Linked DNA regions of Danio rerio: region 1 is linked to region 2. A link is a contact called in public HiChIP or PLAC-seq data. All regions are on one chromosome and are shown on one strand. The core of a region is the stretch at or near the end of the contact, and the rest is flanking DNA. Distances in the headings are between cores, read along the strand shown. Region 1 holds the start of stip1 (stress-induced phosphoprotein 1). Region 2 holds the start of kat5b (K(lysine) acetyltransferase 5b).

The links. HiChIP or PLAC-seq counts read pairs in DNA pulled down with a chosen protein or histone mark.
Region 1: a contact with region 2 is called in an H3K4me3 HiChIP or PLAC-seq map of embryo, with 4 times the contacts expected there. The contact joins the promoter of stip1 here to the promoter of kat5b in region 2. A contact is called at or near these places in 2 of 18 Hi-C or Micro-C datasets (caudal fin and hematopoietic stem cells) and 1 of 4 datasets of contacts at active chromatin or transcription factors (embryo).

What each region holds. Positions count from the first base shown.
Region 1 is chr5:72,820,032-72,826,096 of GRCz12tu, reverse strand. It overlaps stip1 (stress-induced phosphoprotein 1), which reads left to right and starts at 1,655. Exons shown (of 14, transcript NM_001007766.2): 1 at 1,655-1,700; 2 at 4,459-4,668; 3 at 5,417-5,558; 4 at 5,882-6,023. The coding sequence starts at 1,692.
Region 2 is chr5:72,660,214-72,665,900 of GRCz12tu, reverse strand. It overlaps kat5b (K(lysine) acetyltransferase 5b), which reads left to right and starts at 1,274. Exons shown (of 15, transcript NM_001013309.3): 1 at 1,274-1,341; 2 at 1,445-1,511; 3 at 4,105-4,173; 4 at 4,283-4,419; 5 at 4,566-4,634. The coding sequence starts at 1,327.

The DNA.
Region 1 (6,065 bases), core at 406-2,905, 160 kb before region 2:
TTTTGATTAAAATTTTTTGGGTAAAGACCACACAATCTCCTTAAGAATATCATGAAATAAATTATTCCAGTCAAATTTGACATGAGGAATAAAGATGCCGAATCTATTTCTGAGAGAAAGCATGAAACAATTTTTTCCTATCACTGTTTCACAAGCATTAATCAAAGAAGTGAACAGGAGTACAGAATCAAGAGAGTTTTTTTTTTTTAAATTGCAATAGCTCCACTGGAAATTGTCCATCACTGGCAAACTCTCGTGATTTTACAGGAATACATACAGAAAATATTGGAAAGAAATGGTGTATGTAAACGTCAAACATTTACAAACTTTAAAAAATGTTTTTCCTTTATAAAACTGCTTGTAAATCAGGTTATTGGAAAAATAACCTGTCATTTAGCAGCGCACAGAATTTTAATTTTATTTTTTTTATTAACAATGCTTGAACAGTAACAGAAAGGCATTAATACTTTTTAGAGTTACATAAAAGACTGAGATAACAATCAAATTGCATACATTCACAATCTTTCCATCCTCTTTAATGATACGACATATATAAATAAATAAAATAACAAAAATTAACAAACAAAAAAATGCTAAAGAAAATTAAGTAGCAGGGGAGTTAAAGTTCTTAAAATATGAAACCAAAATCATCCAATGATGAATATAAATATCTTGCTTTTTGGCTTTTCATCTCTCTTAATGTCTTTAAATACATAACAAATTCTTCTTTAAACACCACTAGTCTTGGGGGAATAAAAAAATGCATGTATGAATATGGAATTTTAATAATAACATCAAATTATTTATTATATAAGATATCTCTTTATACTTAAGTATTAGGCCAACTTTAATAATTTCCCATGAGAAGACAATCTCATAGATATTTTCTGTTTTATCCAAACTAAAACTTCATCCCAAAATCTTTTAACCTCATCACATTGGAAAAACATTCTGTTGTTTCTGTATCTACATTACAAAACTGGCGTAAATTTGAGTCACCAATATTAAATTTTAACCGTAGAAATTCTTTTGCAGGATAAATGTGATTCATAATTTTAAAGTGCACTTCTTTACATTTAGGATTAACAGGATATGAAAGGATTTTTTTAATAATATCATAAATAATTTTCCTATCATAACGTGACAAAATATAAGCTCTCTTTACAGGTCCTGGAAAGTTTGTAGCGCTAAGAATTCTTGCAAAGCTCTGGAACATTCAGCATTACTTTTCTCAACAACTTTAGCTCTCGTTTCACCAATAATAAACGGCTGATCCAATCAGTGACGAGAGCGCTGCTTCTTCTGTTGACAAATGTAACGTAACACTTTTCAGTCCTTCCACTCGTATGTCACTTTTAGCCGGGTTGCCATGCGCAACGCATCGATTCAAAATTTCATTTTCTAGAATTTTCTGGAGACTTTGATTCACAGTTTGATTCATTATTAAAGATATTATATTGTATTAGTGATTAATTACTTAGTTTAATTATAAACAGGGTAAGGACGTGTTTGTAAGAATGTTAATCTGTTTAAATTATTTCAGAACGTCAAACTTCACTAGTCAAAAACTTTACTTTTCATGAGGTAATAATTCAACAACTGGCAACCCATCTCTCTGCAACATTGATAATAGGCAGAGAGGCGGGGCTTCGCTAGTGTCTTGGTAGATTCTGGAACATCATCCCCACGCTATGGAGAAAGTAAGTAACTTGTATTGAACAGCTTATTTTAAACATTCTGAAAAATAGTTTTCGTGCATTACCTATGAAACCTATTCAAAGAGTGTTTCATATTTGCTCGTTTTATAGGCAGACGCATTGTAGCTCGTTTTAAACCGTATCAATGATAGTAAGAGCTAGTTTGCTAACAACGCGTTAGCATTTGAGTCTGACACGCTGTGCTTTAACCTGCAATCTGTGCGAACGATTCTTCTGCAACAGTTATCTTGAAGATGGTGAGCATTATTTGTACAGATGTTGATGTTTGTGAATTAAGTGTTTATACGACTGCTCGGTCACCTCCCATCAGTTAGCAAGTTAGCATAAGCTCATGTCAGGTCTAGAGACTTCTGTGTGTGTGTGTGAATGGCTGAACATCATTTCATTCAAGCCAGTCTTGCTGTTCAAAACTAAGCTGATGCATTTGTTATCTTTTTTCTTTAGACCATTTTGAGGGATGTAAACGAAAACAATGGTTCCGACGTATTTCCTGTTTTGCATGTTTTAATTACTATAGCTTTTGAGTATCCAAAAAAGAGCCACATACTGATAAATTATGTTATGATATCTGTTTTAACATGAAGTTATGATTGAATTATCTCTAGTTAGAGTTATGAAATAGTTTGATAACAAGCAGGAAATGTTCATGGGCCAATGACATGACCACATTGAAATGGTCTATTCAGTTAATATTATGTGCAACTGCATTAAAAGGTTTATTGTACATTTATAGCTTAGGATAGTACGCAAACGTCCTCTTTATACTGTATGTTTTCACATTTTTCTTTTCAGTGTGATTTTACAGTTATCATGGATCGTTATTAAGTCATTTAACAACATCTATTGAGCTTTGATTTCATAAGCAGTAATGTGTGTTTCTTAAAAGTGCATGTGTTTGAATGCAAGCTGTGACTCTATGGGACATCAGCTGTCAGTGACGATTATTTCTGGTCTCCACAGCAGATGCTGCTTTCTATTCCAGCAGTTCACTATTTTCAAGAAATCCTGTTTAACACCAGTTGTCAGTCAAACAAAGCTTAATCACCTAAAAGGAAAAACAAATAAATGATCTAGTAGTTAAAGAGCACTTATTACGGCCCTTTTTACAAGATTTTAAAAAATGAAGTCTCTAGAGCAGAGGTGCCCAAACTTTTTCGTATGAAGGGCCAAAAACCAAATATCATTAAGAGCTGTGGGCCGAAGGTATGCATGGGACGATTACCATTTTCAAGGTATACCATGTTTGTAAAAGCTAAGGTTTTAAAACCGTCAACATGTTCTTCAATACCGTTCATAAGTTATGTGTAAGATTTTTTTACTTAATTATTTTTTGTTTTTTTTTAGGACGACACATTCTAAGAAAAAAGGTATGCGAGCTGTCACTGGTGTAGTACCTTTTTTAATTAGTACCTAAAAGGTTCATATTAATACTTCAAGGGTACATATTAGTACCTTAAAAGTACAAAAGTGTTCCTCTTAAAATATTTAGGTACTTTTATTTATATATATATATATATATATATATATATATATATATATATATATATATATATATAAATAAATATATAAATAAATAAATAAATAAACTTTTGAGGTACCAAAGGTACCACCCCAGTGACAGCTCGTGTAGCTATATGTCTGAGTGCAGTATCTCCAGCCGAAATTTTAAATTGTAAAAAAAAATCTGTTTTTGAAACAAATGAAGACAGCAGAAGTCAATGATTTGTTAAGCCTGACACGTTTACTGTTCCAAAATATTTTAAAAGATTCTCAAAATAGAATATATAGTGTTCAAAAGAGAAAAAAGTTTTTCCTTTTTTTATCCAGACATTTAAAAAGAATATATTTTAGAGCAGTAATCAAAATATCGTGAAAAGGTGATATTTTTATCCAAGGTTATTATACTGCCAGAATCTTATATCGGCCCATGCCTAGCTGAAGGTAAATAATATACCAAACTATATTACATTAAAGTGCTGCACAGATAGTTGTCCTTCTGTAGGGTTCTCCTCTCTCCACAAAAAAAAAATGCTGGAGCTCAGACTGAGTGACCATCCGGTTATCGATCACCTCTTCTTCTCCTCTGATCACTTAGCTTAAATGGCCGGCCAGCTCTAGTCCTGGTGGTTCTAAACATCTTCCACTTACAGATGATATAGCCCGCTGTGCTCATTGGAACTTGCAGAGCAGCAGAAATTTTTCTGTAACCTTCCCCAGCCTTGTGCCTCGGCAATCCTGTCTCGGACAGACAATACCTTTGTCTTCATGCTTGGTTTGTGCTTTGACATGCACTGTCAACACTGGGACCTTGTATAGACGGGTGTATGCCTTTTCAAATCATGTCCAATAAACTGAATTGACCACTGCCTAAACATCAAGAATGATCAGTGGATTTTAGAGCTTGACAGTAAAGGCTGTGAATACTTGTGTACATGTGATTTTTTTTTTTCAGGTTTTTTTATTTTTAATAATTTTGCAACATTTTCCAAAAGCTTTTTTTTCACATTGTTGTTATAGGCTATTTTGTGTAGAATTATAAGAAAATAAATGAATTTAGTCCATTTTCGAATAAGACTATAACATAAATAATGTGGAAAAAGTGAAGCGCTATGAATACTTTCCGGATGCACTGTTTGTGTTTTAAGTCCACAAGTTGATTATTGGCCTAGTCTCAGCAACTTCCAGTTTTCTCTTGACAAAAATGAAATGTGTGTGTTTTTGAATCTCTCTTTCTCCATAGGTATCGCAACTGAAGGATCAAGGAAACAAGGCGCTGAGCGCAGGAAACCTTGAAGAGGCGATTCGGTGCTACACAGAGGCTCTGACCTTAGACCCCTCCAATCATGTCCTCTTCAGTAACCGATCTGCAGCTTATGCCAAGAAGGGTGATTACGACAATGCCCTGAAAGATGCCTGCCAAACTATAAAGATCAAGCCAGACTGGGGCAAGGTGGGGTTTGTAATTGCTGCTATTGTCTCTCTTTTCCTGATATCTCCTCTGTTACAGTCAGCTGATTTCCAAAATGTGGTCAAATTGACACTTGGCAAAGACTTATGCCCTTCCATTGTCAATTTCTTTTTTTTAAATGGAGCTTACTAGCTATTATTAAAAAAAGAAAAAAAAATTGTAAACAAGAAAATGTAAGGACAAGGACTATGGGAAAATTAATATTTTCTGGAAAATATGTGTTGAATCCAGACAGGAAAATCAAATAAATTTGAAGGACATAATCGGAATGAAAGAAGGGGTTCCAAATGAAGATTAAAGTTCTAGCCTACAGATTAGAGTTAATACAACGTATCACATCAGATGGTGAATGATAGCAGATATCAACTATGCCTGACACATTTAGAAATTTCTGGATTTATAGCATCTGTTTATGTGACACTTTAACTGGGGTTGATTTGTATTTTGGGATAACAGCAGTAAGACTTCTGTGTGTATTCAAAATAACAAAACATTATTGTGATTCATAAAGTAAACAAACAACAACCAAAAAAAGCATGAGTTCTTGAATTTTGTTTATTCACTCTCCGGGTCTGCATTAAAAGTCTTATAGGAGCCCCTTCTTACTCTTTTTAATGTTCAAGTCCCCCAGTGCTAATCTGCTATTTCCTTATATATATATATATATTGCAAGAATAGACAAAACAGCTATCTTTGTTTCCTGAGCCATAATCTTCATTATTCCTTTAAGGGTTACTCAAGAAAAGCTGCTGCTTTAGAGTTTCTTGGGCGACTAGAAGATGCCAAAGCAACCTATCAGGAGGGGTTACGTCAGGAGCCGTCCAATCAGCAGCTCAAGGAGGGACTTCAAAACATGGAAGCACGGTTAGCAGGTAAAAAAAGTCATTGTTTTGACTACAGTTTTTGATGTTGCGTTCAGTCTTAAATTTATAATTATATAGTTATATCAGTATGTTTAACACCCTACAAATGTTTTTGTTTTTTTAAATTTAAATCTTCACTGTCAGTGTATAGTGTGCTTCACAGACTGTTTTTCTCCAACTCACCTACTACCCACCTGCACAAATGTTGTTGTTTTTTATAGCTCTCTGCACTCCTTTCTTTGTTTATTTATTTTTTGTGTAGAGGAGAGTGATAATAAACAAAGCGTTTAATCAGAGATTCACTGTGATGATTATTGCCATGTTGTTTATAGAAAAGAAGATGATGAACCCATTTTCCATTCCCAACCTGTATGAGAAGCTGGAAGGCGACTCTCGGACCCGAGCGCTGCTGTCTGACCCCAGCTACAGGGAGCTGCTGGAGCAGCTCAGGAACAAACCCTCAGAGCTCGGCACGTAGGTGTTCTGTGTGCTGTTCTGGTGCTTGCTTTCTATTTT
Region 2 (5,687 bases), core at 25-2,524:
CTAGGTAGGCGTCCAGGAGGCATCTGAAACAGATGCTCCAGCCACCTCAGCTGACTTATTCTAATGTGGAGGAGCAGCAGCTCTACTCCAAGCTCCTCCCGGGTGACAGAGCTCTTCACCCTATCTATAAGGGTGTGCCCTGCCACCCTGAAAAAGAAGCTCATTTCGGCTGCATCTATCCGAGATCTTGTCCTTTCGGTCATGACCCAAAGCTTGTGACCATAGGTGAGAGTAGGTACGTAGATTAACCGGTAAACCGGTACATCAACCGCATTACTGCTGCCGCTGCACCAATCCACCTGTATCAAAATTTAAACTTTACATTATATTGGTATATTGAAGGTATAATTCATTCAAAACTGATTTCTGTAAGTATTTACTCGCCCCTTATTTCCAACCTTGTTTAACTTGAAGAAGCTATTTAGAAGAAAGCTGGAAACCCTGATAACTTTCGTGGCATTTGTTTTTCCTGCAGTGTCAATAGTTTCAAATATCTTTAGTGTTCAACAAAATAAAGATACTCATAAAGGTCTGGAACCACCTGAGGGTAATAGTGAGTACATTTTCGTTTTAGGATGAACTATCCATTTAATAAACTGGATTTTTGCTTGAATGGGGGGTTTTCTTTGCTTTAGCGTCAGTGATCCACACTCCATTCCAGTAGGTGGTGGAAAATGCAAGAGTGGGTTCATTAAATCGCAGAGGAAAAAGAAGAAGGGGATACCAGTAAAGCTTTGGGAAACAGTGCAGCCAGTGCCCTGAAGAGCTAGATGGATGGACGGATGGATAGACTGTTGTCAAATAAATAGGCCTATACAGCAGTTGAGTACACCTCTTACAGATTATTAGTAGACAGACAGACAGACAGACAGACAGACAGACAGACAGACAGACAGATAGATAGATAGATAGATAGATAGATAGATAGATAGATAGATAGATAGATAGATAGATAGATAGATAGATAGATAATGTCAGTAGTTTCAAATATATTATTTAGTTTTCAACAGAATAAAGATACTCATCAAGGTTTGGAACTACCTGGGGGAGAGTAAACTGAGTACATTTCATTTTAGGGTGAACTATTCCTTTAATAAACTGGATTTTTGTTTGAATGGGCGGTTGTTTTCTTTGCATCATAACACTCCATTCCAGTAGATGGTGGAAAATACCAAATAAGGTTTATCAAAACGTTGAAGGAAAAAAGAAGAAGAAACAAAAGAAGTAGAGCTGTGGTAAAAAAGTGCAGCCAGCGCCCCCCAGAGCAATACAACCGTTTTACCCACAATTCCGTGTGCTGCTTGCCTTGGAGATGCTGTGACCAACATGGCGGAGCCAACGGTAAGCGGCGCACAGTCTTGTCTGCTGTTTAAATGTTGTTTAAAACACATTTAGTCTGTTGTCATCAGTCCCTGTCATTTCTAAAAGCATTTTGTTTTTGCAGGTGGAAATTGTTGAAGGCTGCCGTCTTCCGGTGCTGCGAAAAAACCAAGAAAATGAAGACGAGTGGCGTAAGTGTCAAGCTGAGAGCTCCGTAGCGAATGTAAACAAAAGACCCCGGTGCGCTCACGGGTACCTTAATGTGTCGGCTATAAATGAAACTCATTTTGCTTTTTCATTTAGTTAAGGGATGTGTTGGTAATTTTTTTAATTTTAGTTATTAAGTTGGTATATAAAACGCACCGTGTGATACTCCGGTGCCTTTAGGTGATGCTACTGTTTATACTCTAGCTCTAAATGATGATTAATGTAAATCATACAACGGTGTAACAAAATGTCCTGGAAAAACACAACGCTTTGGCATAACTGCTAACTTATTTTAACTAGCCTACTACTTATTACGTTCCTAATCATAAATCTATGGAAAACCAGCCTGTGATTGTAGCTTGTTTTACGTGATATCCAAGCTAACATAGGTATGGCAAGCCGTTTTGACATTTAATTTATAACCCGTACTAATATATATTTTTCATGTTACTAGTATTTATGTTTTACATCCTAGTATCTGTTCCATTAAGTATTAGTGCTTATTCTTTAGATACTTGTGTTTTTTTAATATGCTAGTGCTTACTCATTAGACACTAATGCTTTTTTTTATCAGATACTAGTACCTATTAAATAGATACTAGTAGTTATGTATTGGATACTAGTACTCAATGTTTCCTCTAGTATTTTTTTCAGTTGTGGCGGCAGACTCCGTTGGGCGTTTTACACAGATTTACCAACTTCTTGTGCCGTTATTTCAATGTCAAATGTTGTGAGCGCAGTATTACAAGTCGAGATCGCATTTATGTAATACGAGCATGCAAATCTCTTTGCTTGCATGCCAATTTCCTGTTCATGAACAAAACTTCTTGCACACCCTCAAATTTATGCTACCCAAGTGCAGATTTTCTTGAGCGCGCTCAAATAAATGCTGCTAAAGTGCGATTTAGTGCGTTTCTGTAACAAGTATGTCTCCAACATTTATTAGATTTGCTTGCTAGGAATATTTATGAATGTCTCCAATAGACCTACAGATTGGCATTAATGTGTCCTGAAGTAAAGTGAAACGGCTATAAACTCCAGAAAGATGAAGTCATTTAATGCAGAGCCGTAGACCTTTATCTATAAAGCATAATTATGGAAACTGTGTTCATCTTAACTGAAAACTACGTCATGTTTGCTGGCCTGCCACATCACGCACCTGGCAGACAGTCAGTCAGTATGTCACTTTAAAGGGTTAAACAAATAAGGCATAGCACTACTATGATTACAGAAAAGTTCACGCTGTTATAATTCACTTACCTTTTAATACAATTTGGTGTGATTATAACCTGCTAATAATAAAAAAACGACTGAATGTCTTGAACAAGATGCTGTAATGCAGCCGTGGTGGGATGAATTTTGGTGTGACGCCCCACCATGGAAGAATGTATGTAGCGGAAATCATGAGTACTCATTCCTTAGATATTAGTACTTATTAAATAGATACTAGTTCTTATTTATTAGATATTAGTACTTTTTTAATAGTGACTAGTAACTATTCTATTGTTACTAGTAATCTATGTTTTTTTTTTTTTTTTTGTGGATTTCAGCTCCTTTTGATTATAAGGTTGGGCCAATTGACAGTGCCATTCCCCTTTGCCGATGGCCGTTAGATATCACAATGCTGAGCTGGCATCGCAAACCAGCCCCCATTGCAGCAGCAACCTGCGTGCGGAAAAATAAACAATTAGGCCCTAATTACACTAATATATCTTACTTTTAAAATGGCGTTTTAGAACAAAAATGATCCACATCCACACTGTCGTTTCACCTAGCGTATCTGAAAAGCCCACCTTCTATACTATACTGCTGAAAATGCACATCATGTGACCACACACACACAAAAACACACACGGGCATGTACTGCAGGGTACATTATTACATACATAATTCCTGAGAGCAGTGCGCGTCGGATCGTTTATCAAGAATGTACCGCTGGATCACGTCTCACTATAGTTGTTAAACGTGATATTTAATTAATCTTGTCTCTATCTAATGACTTTTCTGTCTTTTAAATCTATCAGGTAACGTGTCTTTACCTTTCACGCTTGTACTTTGTAATTTTAGCGAAAACCTCAGATACTCTTAGATGGTTCCTGTTGGTTGTGCACCTTCTTTCCAACCAAGTTTGTCGACGCCACTATACAGTGAAAAAAGTGATTGACAGGAGTTAACTTGTGTGTAACTTTATTTATGATTTGGTTATGGCTAATGCAGGTCAGGTAGTTGAAACGGAAGGCTACAAATAATTAAGTGACAGAAAACATCTTTAATGACCCAAGAAACCCGCCACATCCCGAATAACATACCACAACTTCTTCCCTCATCATTATATTTTACAGAAAAGCCTAAATGCTTTCATAAATGAGATTTGAATGACGTGAGAGGTGATCTCTCTGTGATTGTTAAAAAATTAGTAAAAAAAAAAAGTATTAATCTGCGGGTCATGTGTGTTCCATATGTGGGTTGTGATCTGTATGACACACTAATCAATCGCGATCTGGTACACCCCTAACCTTCATCAATTTAAACTATGATGTGTTCATTTATTTATTTATTTTTTTTATTTATTCAAAGCATTGGCTGAAATTCTTAGTGTCAAAGACATTCCTGGCAGAAAACTCTACTATGTCCACTATATTGACTGTAAGTATTAACCGTCTGCTTCTACTCATCATTTACTCTCGTATGAATACAATCTATTTATTGAACACGTGTTTTAATCAGCATTTTATTGCATTTCTGTTTTGTAAAGTCAATAAGCGACTGGATGAATGGGTGACTCCAGATCGGCTAGACTTGAAGAAGCTCCAATTTCCCAAAAAGGAGGCAAAGACCCCTACAAAGAATGGCCTGCCGGGGTCTCGTCCCAGCTCCCCAGAAAGAGAAGTGGTATGATTTCTTGTTCCTCTGCTTGCACTGTTAGGATTTTGATGATGGTGTGTGTGAAACGCCCTCACCCAACATTGTGCCACAAACAGTTGTTTACATGCCATGTTCTCCTTTACCATCCTCTCTTCCTTTCTGTTCAAATTCAGAGGAAGAGTCTAGATCTCAACGTTCAGTCTGCTTCAGCTCCTTCAAGAGGCAAAACCCTCCCCACACCGGTACAGGCAAACCCGCCCATTGTACACTAATCAAACTCAATCTGTTAAGCTTTATTTAATCAATGGGCTTGAGTTTAGTTGAAGACTTTCCAATAAGTGTGAGGGATGCAATTTTTGCCTCGTTGTTTTATTTACATTGAATGCTATTTTCAGCCTAAATGATTGGCAATGCTTAAGTGCACCGATTTAAGCTTGGTCTCATTTTAAAGAAGACATGTGTCAGAAAATATTGTAGAATCAGGTTTTTTTAATTATTTTTTTTTACTTTTCGTAAAGTACAGTACCTGACAAAAGTCTTCACATCGATCCCAGTTGCTAGTTGATCATTTGGGAAAGTGGCAGATGGTAGGTTTTTCAGATGAATCATCTGTTGAGCTGCATCCCAATCATCACAAATACTGCAGAAGACCTACTGGACCCTGCATGGACCCATGACTTTCATAGAAATCAGTCAAGCTTGGTGAGGGGAAAAATCATGGTTTGGGGTTACATTCAGAATGGGGGCATGTGAGGGATAAACATCAGCAGCCTGAGGTATCAAGAGATTTGTGCTGCCCATTACATTACAAACCACAGGAGAGGGCAAATTCTTCAGAAGGATAGCGCTCATACTTTAGCCTCCACATCAAAGTTTCTGAAAGCAAGGAAGATCAAGGTGCTCCAGGATTGGCCAGCCCAGTCACCAGATATGAACATTATTGAGCATGTCTGGGGTAAGATGAAGTAGGAGGTATTAAAGATGAATTCAAAGAATCTTGAACTCTGGGAGTCCTACAGGAACGCTTTCTTTGCCATTCCAGATGAATTTATTAATAAGTGATTTAAGTCATTTCAGAGATGTATGGATGCAGTCCTCCAAGCTCATGGGAGTCAGACATAATATTCATCCTGTTTCCACTGCAGCATGACTTTATATTCTATACTGTACATTATTTCTGTTAAGTGACAAGACTTTTGTCTAAGCAAAGTCAGACCTTATTGCCCTAATGAAATAATTAAAAATCAAGGTATGATCATAATTTATTTTGGTAAAATAAGTGTAATCTAGAGGCC